Regions from separate parts of the Danio rerio genome. Here region 1 is linked to region 2. Evidence: chromatin contacts called from public Micro-C data. All regions are on one chromosome and are shown on one strand. Each heading gives the region's core, a stretch centred on a gene start, on an enhancer-like site or on the middle of the called end of the contact. The rest is flanking DNA. Distances are from core to core; before and after follow the strand shown. Region 1 has its middle 49 kb from the start of kyat3.2. Region 2 holds the start of znf326 (zinc finger protein 326).

Region 1 (3,636 bases), core at 731-3,230, 150 kb before region 2:
TGGAATGCTGCATGTGCTTAAAGATGTTCTGTATGCTGTTGTTCACATGCTAAAATGAATCAGTATTTTAAAATGCAATATTTAATGAGTCAGACACAAAATAGACACGTTAATTATTTATTTTATTAAATAATAATTTATTATTATTCTGACCAGTTATCCATTAATAATCGGTTAACGAGCAGCGGTTGTCTGTTGGCAAAATCAACTGAATTGAGCGTCTCTACATTAGATATTAGTAGGAAACCTATTTAAGGTACAATAAAATAATAATAATAATAATCTTCTCTCCCCTTAACCAGACTGGTCACACAACAAACTCAAAACTCATTGCAAATCTCAGTGTGCCTCAGAAGTGATTAGGCTTGACAAGCCACCTGTAGAAAATACATCGCATCTCTCTGACACTGACCCTTGCACCACTGTTTGCACATTTGCACCAAACACTTTCTTATCACTCTTCCTTATCATCTCTAATATAATTGTGCATTTATGAGTGTACTTCACACAGGTGAGTGGGCTTAACAAAACACCTGTTAAAATACCCTTCTCTCTCTTTAGAAAAAAAAACGTTCCCCCTTTTTACTCTAAAGGCTCGTACACAACGAGGCAATTTTTGTTTGCGTTTATCATCAACGTTTTACGAGACGTTTTTCCGGATTCAAACTCGAGCGATTTTCACTGCCATCAAGCAGAAGAGTATGCAAAATCACTCCTTGACATTAGATGGCGCTAAACAACTTTAAGCTTCTGACACCTGCTTGTAACACAGAAGAAGAGAAAGAGAGAAAGTTTACATGCTTGTTGTTAAAGTTACTGGTGACTTAAACTAGCAGGGATGGTTCAGGTAGCAGCTCAAGCTCTAGCGATAAAGAAATTATTATTGTTCACAAAGCAATAAGCAGCTTCATGTTCATATCGCCTCTGGGCAATTTCAATGTGCGCTTGCATTGACAGTTTTTCACTTGAGCGCCTTCGAGTGCTGATTACTGTAACTTCAGCAGCTCCATGCACGTAAACAAAAGTGCCATTTTGATTGGTAGAGAACGAGCATGAGGCGTTTTTTTTTTTTTTTTTTTTTTAATGATGCTTTTGCACCTGGTGTTTTGCACATTGATGTCCTTTATTAAGTCATGAGGCATTACACGTCAATGGAAAAGGCAAGCAAAAAAACGTCTCTGTGTGCACAGGCCTTAACACTTCATTACACAGTTCCTTTGTATAATTAGCACTTTTTGTGTTGCCTCCTTGTTAATCGCTGAATGCCTCCTCAATTGTAAGTTGCTTTGGACAAAAGTGTCTGCTAAATTTAAATGCAGATATAAGTTATTCTTTGTTATTTCTATGTTGGTGTTTTGTAACGTAATTTTTACGAGGTGAGTTGTTAGCACACCGCTCAACCCCCAACCTGGTGGATACAGTACACACATACACTACGGACAATTTAGCTTACCCAATTCACCTATACATCGCATGTCTTTGGACTTGTGGGGGAAACTGGAGCACCCAGAGGAAACCCACGCAAACATGGAGAGAACATGCAAACTCCACACAGAAAGGCCAACTACTAGTAAGACTTATTGTCTTCCTAGTAGGAAAGTTTTTTTTTTATTTATTTATTTATTAAATATCAGAATGACCCAGAAAACATGCTGCTGCTGCTGCTGCTGCTACTAAAACAATACAAAATGTCCTAGTACCTGAAGATCAAGCACCATGGTATCATGAAAACGGGTACTATTGCTTAATGTTAAAAAGCTTGCCATATGAACCTTTCTGGTCAAACCTGATAGTCTAGTTTGGTTACTCACTGTTACCATGTATTTTGCGTCACAAAATGAAACCGGTCTGGAAATTTTTGCTAATTAATGGTATGGGAGGACTTCAGTTAAAAAAAAAAAAACAGCAGTTGAGTTTTGATGTTTGAGTCACTTTACCTGAATGAGCTAAAGTGTATTGCTCTTCGGGTCAGACTGGTCCGATCTGGGTGTGTATATGAAAGTCACTTCATGAGTAATGAGGGTTTCCTATGGAAAGGCTCATCCTTTCTGTAAACTTTCGAAACTGTTCTGTTTTTGCAAATTTATGGCAAACAGCTTCCTCCCCACAGTATCAAAAATAAGTTTCAAAAACTACTACTGAAGTAATTTGATGCATGAAACATTGTGTAGAATGTTTCAGGCTTGGATCATTTTGTGATTCACTGACTTTCTAAACATTAAAAAATAAAAAATATGCCCCAAGTGGTGAATAAATGTAACTTATCATGTCAAAACTATTCAAATAATATTGCTAATTTATTCTTAGGGATAGTTCACCCAATAATTAAATAAATAACTTTAAAAAGAATAATATACCATCTTCAACAGTCTTCTGGTCATCAAAATGTGGAAAGATTGAGTGGGAAAAAAGTATAAAGTTACTAACAAATACATTTTTTAAGTAATAAAGACAGGTATCTTTTGCATTTTTACACAGAATTTATAGTTTTTAAAACTACTGCGATTTTTGTGGTATTGTTCAATAATCTGTTAGTCATCTTGTATTTTCAATGTATATGCTCAAGATTATTTTGGGTTGATGTTTCTAACTTTATTTCACGGACATTTGGTACATTAATACAAATTTGATTCTATGATGTCATGTTTGCTTTAGTACAAGATGGAATTGATTAAAAAAAAAGTACAACCTATTTTCTTTTACAACTAATGTTACTTGGAAAATACCACATTCATGTCATGAAATGGGCCAAAGCTAAGCCAAGCTAATTGTAAAGCTAAGCTAATTGTGAACATTTTATAAAGGAGATATTAAACAATATGGTACTACACTATGAAGCATTAGAAACAGAAAAGCTAAAAGACACATGAAGTTTGTGTCTTTATATATATATTTAAACCTCATATTTCCTGCCATATTTACGCCAGTAGGCCTAATAAATAAATAAGATTTAACACATACTGCAACTTCAAATGTTCATTCTATGTCACAAGGAATATCTAATGCTAATTTTAAAAAGGGCATGTGTCCTCTTTAAACTTTGCTTTCAGGTTTAAATGACAGATTTTCAAACTGGAGTGAGACACTCAACAGCAGTGTAAATGAGATTCTTGTGTTTTGACAGTCAGTGTCCAGATGTTATCTTGGAAAACTGTCACAGTAATAGTAGGCTACATGCTCTCTTGGGAATAGTCAGGACATGGGACAGATTTTCAGACAGGAAGAGGAAAGGGAAGCTGGGAAATAGGTTGAGAGGAGAAGCTCCGCCCTCACTTTCTGCTGCTTCAGAGAATCTTTTTTATCTGCAGAAAGGAAGTGTTCAAAAATACAGGCAAGACATAAGGTGTCACTAATATAATATAAGAAAATAATCTTTAGAGACTAGGAATTTTAAAAAATGCTTCAAATTTACTGTAATCCAGATTTATCCAGATTTTTAATATGAGCTAGCTCTCTATTGTAGAAACTCTTTTTCACAATATTGTGGCAAGTATGAAGCAAAATTGTTACACTACTTAAACTGATTTTGAGATTTTTTTTTTTTTTTTTTTCTGGTGAACACAAAAGTAGATTTTGAAGATTGTTGGAAACTGGGGGTTTGACATCGATAGTAGGGAAAACAAACAGTATTGGAAA
Region 2 (3,755 bases), core at 518-3,017:
TTTTTTACAATACTCCCCAATCAGTATTATATATTGTTTACATTCATATATATTTATATATTTACATTTCATAGTTATACCTTCGTCACTTCTGTGTACATATGTGTATTTATATGTCATGTGTATGCTATGTGTATGACTTCACTTTGGACGGCAAAGTAAGAATTTCTGTGCACATGACAATAAACAAATTGAATTGAATTGAATATTAAGAAGCAAGAGGGATATTTTCATGCATAATAAGTTTGATTATATTCTTCATTACTCAATAAAAAATACTATAATATGTCATAAATGAAAGAAAAAAAGACGCAAGAAAAAGATACACAAAGTGCATGCTTAAGTTTCATGTTTAGGTACCTAAAAGTTTACGTTTGCGCTAAAATTTTTAAATAATATAGAATATGCATATTTAAAGGTAATATATTTTTGATAAATTTAGTTTTTTATTTTGTAAAAGTTTAAAAGTATGACATATATAGCCTATTTTAACTCACTCAAATTTATTGTTTTACATTTACTGTTCCAGCTAGCACTAATTTCATGTATTTAGTATAGTATACAATGTGTTCACTTAACCTTCAGTTTCTGTTAAAAATCTAAACAAAATATGTTTTTTAGAATTTGTCCGGAAATTGAGATATGACTGAAATTTTATATAAAGTAGTGATGATACCCAATTGATCTTTAAGAATAATCAATGGTTAGCAGCCTGGAGCAGCTCAGTATTTATGTTATCAGTCTCAACTAATCTCTTTGGAACTTATTTATTTATTTACAATTTTTTTTTAAACAGGAAAAGATTAAAAGATAATCAGGCCTGACTCAGCATGCATGCTGTTTTTCAGCAGGTTCCTGCTCTGCAGAACATAAAAACAGACAAACATCTCATCCATCAACACAGTACAAACAATCACCAAACATATAAAATAAAGAAAAGCAGGCTACTATCTCAGTGGCTACATCGATAGTTGACCATCAGATGACGAGCATGGGATTTCTTAAAAAGTCTCAGTGTTGGTATTGTTTTGAGATGTTGTGGGATCTCATTCCAGACTCTTGTGAAAACATAAAAGAAAGATCTCTGTCCATAACAGTTTTTAAAAGCCGGTACTGGCAAACATCCATTTGTTACAGATCTGGTGGAACGATCAGTCCTTGTGTTGAGTTTTGGTACCAATGCACAAAGGGCTGCTGAGGTAGAGCTATTTAAAATTTGGTAGTACAGTTTGATACCTGTGTTCATAATGTAATTTTGAAATGTTAAAGCTTTAGAAAGTGATAGAGCAAAACAGTGATGTGTCCATCCAGAAAGTCTGTTGTGTATATAGGCCCTATTGTACAGTCTAGCTATTGGCTCCAAGATATCGCTTGTTGTGAGAGACCAAATAGGCAGACAGTAAGACAAGGTAGACAAGATTATGGCATGCAGATAAGTTTCTGAAACAGAAAAAGACAAATTAGTCCTAATTTTGCCATAAGCAAATAGCTTTTGTTTCAGCTTTTTATAAACATTTTGAACATGGTTACAATAAGTGAGGTGAGAGACCAGACTGATTCCCAAATATTGATATGTGGATACAATGGAAAGTTTTTGATTTGAGAAAGTGAGAAATTTTATAATAGCACATTTATTATATTGAAAGACTTCTACAATTATGTTGCTAAATTTCAACATTACCTTTGCAGGTCTGCACTCAAAAATGGGCGTGGCCGAATTGAGGCTTCAGTCACGGTTTATGAAGGTCCAAGCGCCCTCTGGCTGAACAGAGCTTCCTTTCCTTTAGGGAACGGTTATGAAGGGCTGTTGTTGCAACTCCTGACACCGTTGTTTAGCTTTTTGGTTTCGTTTGTCACCAGGGGGGAAATGATTTCAGTGACACCTGTTTTAATTTAACGCAGTACGACTGACTGACTCTCATTTGTGCGGTAAGTGACGCGGCCTGTAATGTTGCCTTTGTTTATTTTTATGTTTTCAAACAAGTCGGCAGATGATTTATTGTTTGCATAATTATCCACGATGCTGGCATATATTGTAAAGTTAAATAAAAGAAGCCGTCATTATATTAGCTGTTTTTGTATAAAAGTTTAAATTTGAAACTACCAGAATCGGTCAACGATCACGTTGTATTTATTTTAGACACCACAATGATGGTGCAAAATGTAACACTCTTGTGAATCTTAAACTGACAACATAAACACAACGTTAAAATTAAGACATGACTGTGTTTAGGATAATGCCTTACAAAGGCCCATTCAAAACCTGAGTGATGGAGTAGCCTGCATTTGGCATTATTTGTGTGGTATACAAGTAAACAGACCTGAAAAAATCACACCTCAGCAGTGTACATGCCCTTGGGTTTGCTGACATTGCTGCAAAAGGTTCAAAACATGGCAGCCCCACAGTGCTCCTGCAGGATATGGCAAATTTGGCCTTCAGAGCAGCCTGAACAAAGCAAATCTGTGTCAAAGCATATTTACAGGAAGAACAATCACATTCAGTTAACAGAATGCGGCTTTATTGTAGGTGATTCAGTTCATGGTCCACCAACTCTCAAAAGTAAAATTCTAATAATGTCATGACAGGTCTTCTATCATTTTGATTTTTTAAAAAAAATTTACATAATTTTTCCAGCTTCTCCGAGACAATTTTACACTATTTTTTTCTTTCATGAAAATAGAACCAAATCATCATTATGGTGTTTGAATCGAAGCTGTTTAATTTAGTTTTCAAATAATGTCCGATCAAATTCAACAGTGAGTACATCAAAATGGATGCAAGGCTTTACATACTTATAAAGTTTTTGTGTAGGCTACTTACAAAATAGTTTATTTTAGTTTTGCATCTTAGTTGCATGTCATCTCAGCTTTTAGTTCCTTAAAATGAGGGTTTGGTGTATTTTTGTATATGTGAAAGCATTTAATTTTTTTTTTAAATATATTTAGTTTCAGTTGTAGGACTTTTAATTATAGTTGAGCAGAGCTAGTGTAGTTAAAGTTTTATTTACATCTGTAAACAACAATAAAATTAATAATAATAAATATTTGATCAGACACTGAACCCAAAATCATACCTATGCAACTTCAATATTTTTAATTTGAAGTATCATTTGAATAATTTTACTTGTCTTTAGACATGCTTAGTTAGACATTCCTATTTTACAAAAATAGAACAGCCATTTTGTTTATACAGAAAATATGTTTTTGTATATAAACATTCACAAAATGGGTGCTTTTTTTTAAATTCTCAAATGATTTTTAAAAATGTTTTGCTAATTATTATTTGATTTGAGTTTGTTTTCAGTAACTGTTGTTAGTTTCCTTTAGTTTTTTTTAATTAATTTTGAAATTAATTTTATTTCATTTCAAAATAAACCCTGGTGTTCTGACACATTGATTTTCATACAACAACACAGACTTTTTCAACACACTTTGATTATGTGACGTCATTAAGATTGCAAGTCTTGAAATGTGTGACACTGTGTGTTTTGTGTAGCCTTAGCAATAAATTATAAAGTAAAAATAAAAAATGTCTACCATTTAGCTTTTATAGAAGTATAGATGCTTGATATTCATTAAATATTCGTCATTAAAAAATGACAAATATTCTCCAAATAAAAAATCCTCCATAAAGCACCATAGAAAAGCTTACAACAAACAAACATAGACTCATGCTAACAGAAAGATGCTTTTTTAATCATTAATTGTGACATTATACATTCTTTTTTCCAAGGACTTACAATAAAGATGAAATG

Evidence for each region. Hi-C and Micro-C count contacts between places; a contact is called where the count stands out from the background.
Region 1: a Micro-C map of caudal fin shows a contact between it and region 2, with 2.9 times the contacts expected there. The contact joins the enhancer-like site here to the promoter of znf326 in region 2. A contact is called at or near these places in 2 of 18 Hi-C or Micro-C datasets (caudal fin and fibroblasts).

Annotation. Positions count from the first base shown.
Region 1 is chr6:27,789,190-27,792,825 of GRCz12tu, reverse strand. It overlaps a transcript of kyat3.2 not described here. Among named protein-coding and RNA genes, the nearest start is that of kyat3.2, 49 kb to the right of the region's middle. Within about 2 kb of position 1,980, at least 11 of the 62 cell types and tissues checked have an H3K27ac peak or open chromatin away from gene starts, as enhancers often do. A contact at or near this core is called in caudal fin, where this site is marked.
Region 2 is chr6:27,643,078-27,646,832 of GRCz12tu, reverse strand. It overlaps znf326 (zinc finger protein 326), which reads left to right and starts at 1,767. Exons shown (of 13, transcript NM_001082841.1): 1 at 1,767-1,929; 2 at 3,734-3,755. The coding sequence starts at 3,753.